Regions from separate parts of the Zea mays genome. Here region 2 is linked to region 1. Evidence: chromatin contacts called from public Hi-C data. All regions are on one chromosome and are shown on one strand. Each heading gives the region's core, a stretch centred on a gene start, on an enhancer-like site or on the middle of the called end of the contact. The rest is flanking DNA. Distances are from core to core; before and after follow the strand shown. Region 1 holds the start of LOC100277128. Region 2 holds the start of LOC100282866 (cellular retinaldehyde-binding/triple function, C-terminal).

Evidence for each region. A called contact is a pair of places that touch in the nucleus more often than the background predicts.
Region 2: a contact with region 1 is called in a Hi-C map of endosperm, with 2.8 times the contacts expected there. The contact joins the promoter of LOC100282866 here to the promoter of LOC100277128 in region 1. A contact is called at or near these places in 9 of 25 Hi-C or Micro-C datasets (ear, endosperm, leaf and 2 more).

What each region holds. Positions count from the first base shown.
Region 1 is chr5:197,906,927-197,912,622 of Zm-B73-REFERENCE-NAM-5.0, forward strand. LOC100277128 reads left to right here and starts at 3,587. Exons shown (of 13, transcript NM_001150784.2): 1 at 3,587-3,819; 2 at 3,935-4,046; 3 at 4,156-4,268; 4 at 4,454-4,800; 5 at 4,932-5,007; 6 at 5,223-5,309; 7 at 5,430-5,510; 8 at 5,601-5,633. The coding sequence starts at 3,655.
Region 2 is chr5:198,103,297-198,108,992 of Zm-B73-REFERENCE-NAM-5.0, forward strand. It overlaps LOC100282866 (cellular retinaldehyde-binding/triple function, C-terminal), which reads right to left and starts at 3,189. Exons shown (of 3, transcript NM_001155772.2): 1 at 2,972-3,189; 2 at 2,598-2,871; 3 at 2,125-2,502. The coding sequence starts at 3,104. The coding sequence ends at 2,280. LOC100283773 (Pseudouridine synthase family protein) reads left to right here. Exons shown (of 3, transcript NM_001156672.2): 3 at 1-660. The coding sequence ends at 318.

The sequences.
Region 1 (5,696 bases), core at 2,337-4,836:
TCAGTGGAGCGACGAAGTGACTGCGGTCACTTCGGCCTTGTCGACTGGAGCGCGCGTCAGGATAAGATGTCAGACGATCCTTGCATTAAATGCTCCTGCGATACGGTCGGTTGGCGTGGCGATCTGGCCAAGGTTGCTTCTCTGCGAAGACTGGGCCTCGGGCGAGCCGAAGGTGTGTCCGTTGCTTGAGGGGGCCCTCGGGCGAGACGTGAATCCTCCGGGGTCGGCTGCCTTTGCCCGAGGCTGGGCTCGGGCGAGGCGAGATCGTGTCCCTTGAGTGGACTGAGCCTTGACCTTAATCGCGCCCATCAGGCCTTTGCAGCTTTGTGCTGATGGAGGTTACCAGCTGAGATTAGGAGTCTTGGGGGTACCCCTAATTATGGTCCCCGACAATTTAGAACCTTTTGAGCTCTCTTTATAACATGACGACTATTTATCCTAAATCTAATCATGCATGCACTCTATTGTATCTTGATTGGTAAAAACAAAATGCCCTAGCAATACCTTTGTCTTAAGCCTTTGTATTTTGCTTTTCTTCTTCTTTTTTCTATGTTGAGCACTTGATTATCCTTTGTGGCCTCCACCATTCTCCTTATGGTTTCTAATCCTGCTCAACCATGGGTATAGACTAAATATATCTCACATACAACATCATAATAAAGGTTACTCCACTAGTTGTTTTAATTATCGAACCCACACAATCTCCCAAAATTAGTGTATGGACAGAGCATGCACGTGGCATAGTTTGACATTAATGAATGTGGGAGTATTTAGTGCGACCACTATGTTGTTTGCTTCGGATTAAAGCCTTTGAACTGCTGCAGCTACAATTCATAGAGAACAAAGATTGTAAAAGCCAGTACAAATTAAAGTCAAACGGAGAGTCTATTTAGCTGCTACAGTTATATGTAGGAGCTCGTTTAACACTATTCTGTTTATTTAGATGACTGATGGATCGAACTGGCCGATAGAGGTTACTCACGTGTAAGGACTCAAAGGGCAAAATTTAACACAGTGCAGTCAAGAACGGGGAGAAATATAGACACATATACACTGTACCATACCACACACTATCGACCAACGTGGATGCTAGCCGTAGGCAGGCGGCGCGGCGCGCGAGTGGCCTATCAGGCTAGTTCTAGTGCACCATCCATCTCTTGTCCACCTACGTCATCTCTCGACTCCACTCTCGTCCCTATTACTCTAATACATAGACTGCAGCAAGATATAACCTCAGTCTATAGCGCCATCAGCTTTTATATTTTAGAATTAATTATTCATAGCGATTTGTTTCAACGGCTAAAAATTACACAACTTAATTTTACATACTACTTAAAATAAAATTACATATAATTAGAAAAAACCACGAGATGAGATAGTGTGTAAAATAAGCTCCAACTAAGTGAGAGTATTTATAAATGGACTCAGAATGAAAATTTCTAATTTTATATATTTTTTTGAATTTTTTAGACTCCAAGCAATTACCAAGTGTTAGTACGCGTGGATGGACCAAACAGAGACCGCAACTCACTCTCGCAGTCTCGCTCCGCCTGTCTCGCTCGCCAGCACCCACTTGAACACACGGCCCCGCCCCGCCTGAATTTTTTATATTTTAGCCCTTCCTCAGAAAAAAATTCATGTTTGGACCTTAGAAAATTTTAATGTCATTTTTGGACCAAAATAACATTAAAATTTTCTAAAGTCCAAACGTGAATTTTTTTCCGAGGAAAGGCTAAAATATAAAAAATTCGGCCGCCCCGCCCCGCTATCGTCCGCCTATTGCTCTACCACCTCAATTCACTCTCCCGTGCCGGCTAGAGTGAAGCTATAAGCCCGATGTCGCCGGGCGCCGCCGCCATCGGCCGCCCCTCTCCTGCCCACACAGATGCTTCCTCTCGGCCTCACTCTAGCCCCCATTGGCACCGGCCTCGGCCTCAGAGGTAAGCAGTACGTATACGTGGGCCGGTGGCCGGCTTGAGCTAGATGAGCTGGACAACGCGTTCGTTTCATATTTTCATCGTTTGGACGAATATTCTCAACCGCACTGCTGTACAGTCATGAGAATGTTTTTTTTTGTTTGAGGGGGGTGTCAATTATAATTGTGCAGGGATAACGTTGGTGAGGCTGCTCCTCTTAAAATATGATGACCGAGAATGGGCTGGGCTCCTGGGAGAATAATCGATGTTGTCGTGTTGACGGCTAACTACCATATTTATTTATGCTATTGCATATACGTTAGCAGTCAAGCAGTTCCACTGAGGATTACCTTAGCATCGTTTGTTCGTTCATACAGGGAACAGACTGGCTACCTTAGCATTTGACACGTTACATTCATTGACTCCACCAACAGATGGATGGAGAAAATAGACATGTGGGAACGTATCTCGTATGCGTCTCCACAGGTAAGTCCCTGTGTGTGTCATTGCGCTGTTTGTACGGCAGTTAATTTCCTGTAGGAATGGTTCAGATTTCTGTAGGTGAAGCCCACTTGAGGTTGGGCTGTCATCTCTGAGGCCCAGCCTTTAGAATACGATCCACTCGAAGGAACGGAGCAGATCTCTGGGGGGTGGGGGACACCCAGACGGTCAGGAAGTCCACCTAACATTACAAGGCCAAGCCCGTTTTTTTCTTCTGAATATGATGAATCGTCCATTAACAAGAAAATCTAACCCTAGATCCAAACGGGCGAAAGAACACATATGAATCTCACTGCGGAAAATTGCGGGATCAATTTCGTTCAGCATGATCCTTCGGCGTCTGAAAAACTCGAGCATGTCTCGGCGTATCGCTATTTTGTACATGTACACTTGCGTATTTCATCTATAATTAATAAGCTGTCGAAAAGTACTTGCCGCAAAGTCCCTGATACGGCCTTATTGCACTAGACATTGAGATTCCCCGCGATCAGGCAGGCAGCAAGGCCCCCTTTTGAACCCCAGATGCATGCGAAACTACTCCACGTGACACGGCATGAAGCTCTTAGAGCAGATCTGCAACGGACCTGAAGCGACCTCCCCCACTGAACAAGCAACCTGCTCCTATACTCTATAGAGCAGCAGACAAAATTAGGCCGACGGGGGCTCAGGCTCAACTCAGCCCACTTCGCCATCATCATTACCCGAAAGCAAGAACAAATGTCACCCAGCCCGGTGAACCATATTCGACCGCGCCACTGCACCCTTCCATTCCCGTCAGGAAATCGGGGGCCGCAAGCAAGCCACCGGGGACCCAATCATCTCCCGGCGAGTGGGGTGGAGTGCACTCCAAAACGCGCCCGCACTGTCGATGCCCCATGCGTACAAGGCACTGGAAGTCCGGGAGCTCCGTTCGCCCCGGTCGCCATCGCGGCGGCGCGCCACGCCCATACAAACGGCGCCACCGTAACAGACCGGGCTGTTTGGCTCGTTCGGGCACGGCGCGCGAATCCGGCGAGCTGCGATGTCACCTTTTACTGATAGACCGACGCCCTAAGGAACGGTGAAAGTTTTGATGTGATGCGTGAGCCCCACGCCATTCCTTGTAAGTAAGCATTGTGCTCGCCTCTGCGTGAGGGTAGTATAAGAGACCGGAACAGAGTGACATTAATAAACGCATGCAATCTATCACCGCCTCAGCTCGTGCTCTCTGCTCTGCACTATCTACTACCAAAGAAAGATGAAGGACTTGGCGGGGCTGGGGCACCTGTTCGTGGTGTCCTTCCTGTTCCACTTCGCCTCCTTCATGGTGATCCCGGCGGTCACCGACGTCACCATGGAGGCCGCCTGCCCCGGCCGCGACGAGTGCTCCGTCGCCATCTACCTCAGCGGCTTCCAGAACGCAGTGAGCATCATTCATTCGCACGCATGCCTGCCTGATCACTCGCCACCACCAGCTGTGTCGACATGCATGCCAGGATCCATGACACCCCGGCGCTCTCAACGTACGCCCAATGCAGGTCACCGGGATGGGGGCGCTCGTCGTCACCCCCATCGTCGGGAACCTGTCGGACAGGTACGGCCGGAAGGCGCTCATGACGCTGCCGGTCACCGTAGCCATCGCGCCGCTGTGTAAGTGGAGTGGAGCTTATTTCCAGCATGCATGGCCTGCAGGCCATTACGCGGCATCTCTGCTCAGATTTGGACAAGCTTCACCTCTCTTGTTTTTTTTTTTGGGCAGTTATACTGGCATGCGGCCGCTCGGAGGTGTACTTCTACGTGTACTACGTGGCCAAGATCATCGCCGGGGTCTTCTGCGAGGGCACCATGCATTGTCTCTGCCTTGCCTACGTGGTAAAAACTACGGGTCGCAACTATCCAAGTCACGCATATATAGTGTGTATATTGCCAAGAAACGAAAATAATAATAATAAAATAAGGAATAATAATCTAGAAGAGAAAAAAAATCACAAACCACGAAAAGTGACGATGGAGCAAACGGCGAGATCTTGACCAGGTCGAACGTGTGGACAACGCAGGCTGACCACGTGGGCCCCAGGCGTCGCGCGGCGGCGTTCGGCCTCCTCTCCGGCGTGTCGGCAGCCGGGTTCGTGTCGGGGACCTTGACCGCGCGCTTCCTCCCGACCGCATCCACCTTCCAGGTCGCCGCCGCCGTGGCCGTGGCGGCAGCGCTCTACCTCAGGGCCTTCCTCCCCGACGCTGGCGGCAGCGTCTCCTGCGCCGACGAAGCCTGCGACCCTCTCCTCCAGGATTCGTCCTGCGCCTCTTCCACATCATCCTCCGATGAAGAGCTCTCGCCTCGGCTGCCGCCGCATAAGGGAGGCCTGCCGTCTCTGTCCGACATGGTCGCGCTTCTCACTGGCAGGTTAAGAAAAAAATTCTCTTGTGTGTATAGCAGTTTTTGTGACCCTGCACTCTACTTCTCTAGTCTCTAGAGGACCGTTTACTCTTGGAGTTTCTGAGTGCTCTACTGATGTTGGTTTACTCCTCGTGTAGTCTGGCCTTGTCGGGGGCAGCAACCATCACTTTCTTCTACAGTCTAGGTGAACATGGGCTTCAGACTGCATTGCTGGTATGAAAATTTTCCATCCGACAATAGATTTCAGTTGACGTTTGTGATTTTTAGTTTTTCAGTCTAGGAGAAGGTCTAGCACTAAAGATAGCAGGAGTTTATCACCAGCTTTCGAATTGTATTTTACTTTTGATCATTTGCATCCACCAGCCATGATTTATAATTTTATATGTTTTCAAATGCTATATGCTTCTCTGTGGTCGAATCCTATGCAGTACTACTTGAAGGCACAATTTGGTTACAACAAAGATGAGTTTGCTAATCTACTTCTAATTGTCGGTGCTGCCGGGATGCTATCACAGGTACCAAAATAATTTGTTACGTGGAAGCTATAGCATTAGTTTTTCGGTCATTTCAAGGCTGCAGTAGTATTCGTTCATTCAAGAGATGTAATTTATTTTTCTCACGCTTGATGTTTGCAGCTCACTGTAATGCCTATCTTGGCTCCGATTCTGGGTGAAGAGATGCTGCTTATTGTTGGGCTTCTAGGTGGATGTACTCATGTAATAACTTTCAGCGAGACTTTTACCCAATCCTTAATGACAACATTTTTCGGGTTTTTTGGCTAAATAAATTAATTTGAAATATTGCAGGTTTTCTTGTATGGCATTGCATGGTCATATTGGGTACTTTCCTTGCACTTGACAATTTATTTATATGGACACGTTCGACATGATATTCCTCATGAT
Region 2 (5,696 bases), core at 1,939-4,438, 200 kb after region 1:
TTCACATCATACAACAAGAAATGGAAGGATTCACATGAGGCAGTTTCCATGGAACCTTATTCTGAGGAGGCCGAAGAGTTCAAGGTCAAGTATATTTTCACTCATATTGCGGCGATGGAACACAAGGAGGGAGCTGTAGCTTTGTGGTTGCATTCATTGAACCACAGAAATTATCCAGATTTCCGTTACATGGAAACTGCCGAGCACAATCCTGGTGCTGAAGTTGAGAGTATTGCTGCTGGTGCAGAGCCCAAGGTTGGAGCTGAAGTTGAGAATACTGAAGAAGTACAGATGCCAAGCGACAATCTAAGTGAGTAATAAATTTTGCCAAGGGGCATGCAAAACTGAAGAAAATATCTGTTTGTCGTGTTACTGAGAGGGACCTCAAACATTTCTAATGAGATATCGTAATATAGAGAATGAAAACTCATATGTTCTCCAATGGAATATGAACATCAAGAGGTTAATGTGCATCACTTTATGCCATCATGATCCCTATGTTAATCTTCTGAAATAAGAACCTATAGGTCTATATTAGTCTTATATCTGAACTTCATTAATTGCTTCCAGACAATTGTATGACAAATGGCACTCGGAAATGTTTCAGCAATGTTTTTGTTTGCTGAAATTATTATGGGATTCACTATTTTCTCTTATCTACAATATAGGTTTATTTTCTTGCACTTTTTTCTTTTCTTTTGGTAATAGCTGTATATCACTTAGACTGCCATAGTGCGTCAAATTTCATTGCAGCATAATATCTATTGATATTGCTAGTACATTTTTTGTTGAGCAAATGTTGGAGCCAAAGGCTGTTCCAGGCATGCCAAATATTGTGAGCTTTAAGATACAAATTCAACCTGATTAGCCCTGGTCCTGCTGATAGTTAGCTAGGGTAAGTGCGATACAGTGGTAGGGAGACAGGTAGCTTATTTTCAAGACAGTTGATTTTATCTCCAAATTAGTATCATTAATTGTCTGTCTGGTGTTTATTTAAAAGTTAGTATTGATTAAATACTGGATCTATGGCTGCAAGTCTTGCGGAAAGTTATACATTTGAAAGTGATGTATTGTAGCATTTTATCATTTGTTATGATGTCAGAAAGTGAACTACATCAGCTTTATTCAAAAAGAAATTGTTAACCTTGAAAGCTAAATTGTAATATGGGACGGGAGAAAAGACCAAATCTGAGCTCTATAATCCTTGCTTCATGGTGGTGGATTGTTTTGGCAAGATTTCCGGAGTCGATCTTGTTTAAGTTTTCCCCCTTCTGGGCTTAAGTCAGGAGGTTATCTGACATCCGCCAAATGTTTTTACATGTTTTATTAGTTCATGGTCTGCCTTGATAAAGATCCTCAAGATCCTCGTAGTTGCGCTTAGGCTGTTCACAATAGACTGTGTAAAATAGGGGATTAATATTACACTGAAGTTTGAAATAGAGGACGTAATAGGAGCAGGTTTACCTTCCCGTTTGGAAAACAATGGATTTCACCATTTTTCCTCGATTTCTCTACTTTCGGTCAGGTTTTAACTAGATTTTGATTCAAAATACAAAATACAGAAGTCAAATTTTGGTAAAAAAACGAAATTCGAATCTTCCAAACGAAATTGTGAACTCTGAATAGGAGATATGTGTTTACAGGGATGTGATATGATAGCTTAGGCTATGTTTGTTTACCTTTGAGATTATATAATCCATGCAAATAAACAGCACAGATTATTAGGTGGGTTATATAATTTAGATTATAATAATCTATAAGTAGATCATTAGATGCTTATATCTATTATAAGATGGATTATATAATCATGCTAGTTTGGTGAACAGGACAATCGAGGGGTTCCTCTCCCATGGACCCCTCCAGTTCTCTCACCAAACGAGCCCGAAATGAAAAAAATAGGGCTTAGCCTGCCAACCAAGTATCTTCTCTATATATTTTTGTGTCACCTTTGTTCCAAGTAACCTCTTTGATGTCAAGTAACGTCTTCGATAGGAGGCAAAGACCGATCAGTGATCACACTATGGTTCCTGTTTGGTGGATTAGCGATTCTATTGGTGTTCACTTGTTCTGCTACCTATGTTCGCGTTCTTTGATCAGCTTTTCCATGCTACTCTTGCACACTTGCAGAAGCCATCTCGGTACTCCAAATTTTATCCATTATAAATACACAGCTAAACTACAGTACCGAAGCGCTATGAAGCCATGCAGCTACCTCCTACCAACCAGAACACAGAAAGCACGCCGTACCGGCGGGAATCGGGATGCCACTGTCCAGGCGACTAGGAGACGCAGCGGAGCGAGTGCAGGGACGCCGAGGTGTCCATGGACGCGGCGTCATACATGCAGCGGGTCTCCGTCGCCTCGATGCCGTAGTCCATCAGCGGGCGGCGCTCCAGCTCGTCGTCGTGCTCGCGCACGCAGTCGGGGACCTCCAGCTGCTCCTTGTCTATGTGGGCCCAAACGTACTCAAGCCGGCTCATGTATCGCAGCTTCTCATACAACCTGCAAGAGTAGATCCCGCACCCCGTAAAAATTCTGCTCCGCGGGCATGCCGAATGCAAACAGCAGCCGAGCGGATCAGGGATTCGCTACCGTACCCTGAGCTGAAGAGGAAGCGCCCGAAGGTGGCGAAGAAGATCCTGGACTGGAGGGCCGGGTGCACGAAGTAGACGGCGCGCAGCCTCTCCTTGGCCGCGGCCGGCAGCGTCTCGTACGCGCCGCGGATCGCACCGACGCCGGGGAAGTTGTGGCCGCGATCCACGCGGGAGTGCATGTACACGACCACGAACTCGCGGTCCCCGATCTCCGGGAGGATGCGCTCCCGCAGGTACGACCGCAGCGCCTCCTCCGCCCGGCCGCCCAGCGCGCGCGCTGCAAACGAGGCGGAGGCAACGTCCGTCAGTTCCACCACGGCACGGCGAAGCCCGCCTGCGATCTGGGCAAATTCTGAATCGCTGGTAAGGTGTACTACCTGGAAAGTAGTTGCCGACGATCCTGACGACGGCACGGCCCTTCCGGTCACGGCCGTGCAGGGTGATCGCCCGGCTGCGCTCCAGCAGCAGCGCCGGCTCGCCCATAGAGCCCTTCTCAACTGTAACCGCCATGGCTTCAGTTCCGTGGTCACACTCCTTTGAGTTTGCGTGCGTGCGTGCGTGCTCAGTGTTCGTACCGGTACGATTCGCGTGTTTTGAGGAGGTCACACGGGGGTGCGTTTAAATACGGCCGATCCGGTCCGAGCGGCTCGGCGTGGGCTGACGGGAGTAGGGTTGGCAGGCGCGGCGGGGCCTGGCCACTGGGCCATCGCGCGGGGATGGGCGCAGGCGGTGGATGCGATATCCCGCGGAATATGCTGGGGATAATTCTGTTTGGGCGGGCGTTCTTGCGTGTGCAAACTGCAGACAATCGGGTCGACGTGCCTATACTTGTTTCTGTGGGCGGCAGGCCGGCAGCTTGCACGCGATCCGAGCCGACGGGATGAGCTGCGCTGCGTGGTCTCATCGCTTGCGCTGGAGCAAGGAGTGAACGATATACTTGGCCAATGGGCCGTGACGGGCTGACGGCACGGGCTCATCATGGACCAGGCCGATTTTAGTCGAATTGAGACACCATGACACGCCGTGCCGTGTCCAACCGTGTGTCGAATCTAAGCTAAAGCATAACATAGCATATAGGTGTACATTTGGGCCGGGTCTGGTGGGCCGGCCCAAAGCACGAAAAAAAAGCACGATCCAGGCACGGCACGGCCCGAAATAATTTAGTGTCGGGCCGGGTTTAGACCGAGGTCACGGCTCATGGGCGGGCACGAGCACGGCCCGTTTAAGGCAGGCACGAAATGGCCCATATAGAGGCACGAAAAGGCCCATATATTTATTAAAACCACACTTTCATGTGCTTGATAAATAACATAAAGCTAGAGATAATGCTAGTTAGATGTTTTTTTAGCTTTGAATTAGAGTGTGTGATGTAATTTTTGCTTTTGTTATGAACATTAGACAATAAACTGAACTTACGAACTTTGTATAGAGCTGATTATACTCTTTTTTCTTCTAACAAAATGATTTATAAACGAGGTAGTCATTGCATAGTTGTGGTAACTTTAATACAAATACTAAGTTTGATTTTGTTCAAATTTATTTGTCTTATCTTTTATTTTTTTTATTTTTTTTTGAATTTTGGGCTCTAATGTGAATTTTGGGCCAAAAATTGAATTTCGGGCCTAAAATTGAATTTCGGGCCGTAATGTGAATTTCGGGCTTTTATAATTTCGGGCCGCCCGAAATGAGCCCGGCACGTTTAAGCAATTACGGGTCGGACCGTGGGCCGAGGGCTAGGCCCATGGGCCGGCCCGGCACGGCCCGAAATTCAAACGGGCCGGGTCGGCCCGAAATTCAAACATTACGGGCCTTTTCGGGCTTGGGCCGGGCCGGGCCGGGCGGCCCGAATGTACACCTATAATAGCATGACAGGAGCGGGTTGACTCGCTAAAAATTTCCTTCTGGAGGAGTTGTGAGGCATTAACCTTCTAACTGTCGTGAGGGGAAGAAAACTCAAGGGTTGCGCTAATGCAAGATTCACCCTCCATTAGTTAGCAACTGAAAGTTGTAAACATCGACCAACTACAACTCAAACAAATAGTCTAGTGTTCAAGCAAAACAAACATGTTTCAAGCATCACACGAGTGCGAAGACAAGCAGACTCCACACTCTAGTACTAAGGCTCAAACAACCTACATAGAGATGGAAATCACCAAAGAGATCCATTTGCATGACCCGCTCATCCACATCGGCATTCGCATGGGTCCTGTTGCCTCTCCCACCCGGGCCGATGGATGCACCTCAGCACTAGGGCAGGTGGTAGAGGCGATGTATGAATTGATATTGCAATACGTGTAGAGCACCAATAGTAATTGAGATAGCGAGATCAGACCCAAGGAAGATGATTAGTTAATTGGATTTATGGATGGAATTGAGGTTTAAGGTTTAGGGTATTTTTCTATAGGACATGGTAAAATGGAAAGAAATGAGGTAGTGGGACCACCATAGAGGCATCAACCGACCATGCTTATGGATCCACCAGCCTTTCCAAGCTTCCATGATCCATGTTACATACTTCTAAGTGATTCTTCGCACTTGGGTCAATCTTATGTTTCTTCCCAAGGGTGAAAGATGAAGTTACATGGATTGATGGGCCGATAATAAAGTTAACCAATGTGCCAACTGCCAACACACTTTTCAGGGTGCACACCCACTTAAGGCCCAATCAAGAGGGTCCCCACCAGAGGGTGACCCCATAGGACAGAAAGGGGGTTGATCGATACACCCCATTTGTTGCCTAACCCCCTAAGTATGTCCATCTAACATAATTGCCTTCGAGCGTACCTCGATGCAAGAAAGCACAAATGCGACACATCTAAACACCCCATTTGAAGTCGGTCAAGTGGTTACAATGTGCAACATATGGATCCATGGACCCGCCTCTGCTTGCCTATAAATAGAGGTTCACACCTATCCCTCTTGATTCATGGCTTCAAGTGAAGAGTAGCATTGCTCCATTTTACCCTTAGTAGTGCAAGATAGTTTAGTGTGGGTGTTAGAGTAGTGAGTTTGTTCTAGTTTCTAGATTAATCTTTTTGGAGAGTCAGGTATAGCTCTTATACCCCTTTTTAGTAAGACTTTACTTCGTTTAATATGTTTATT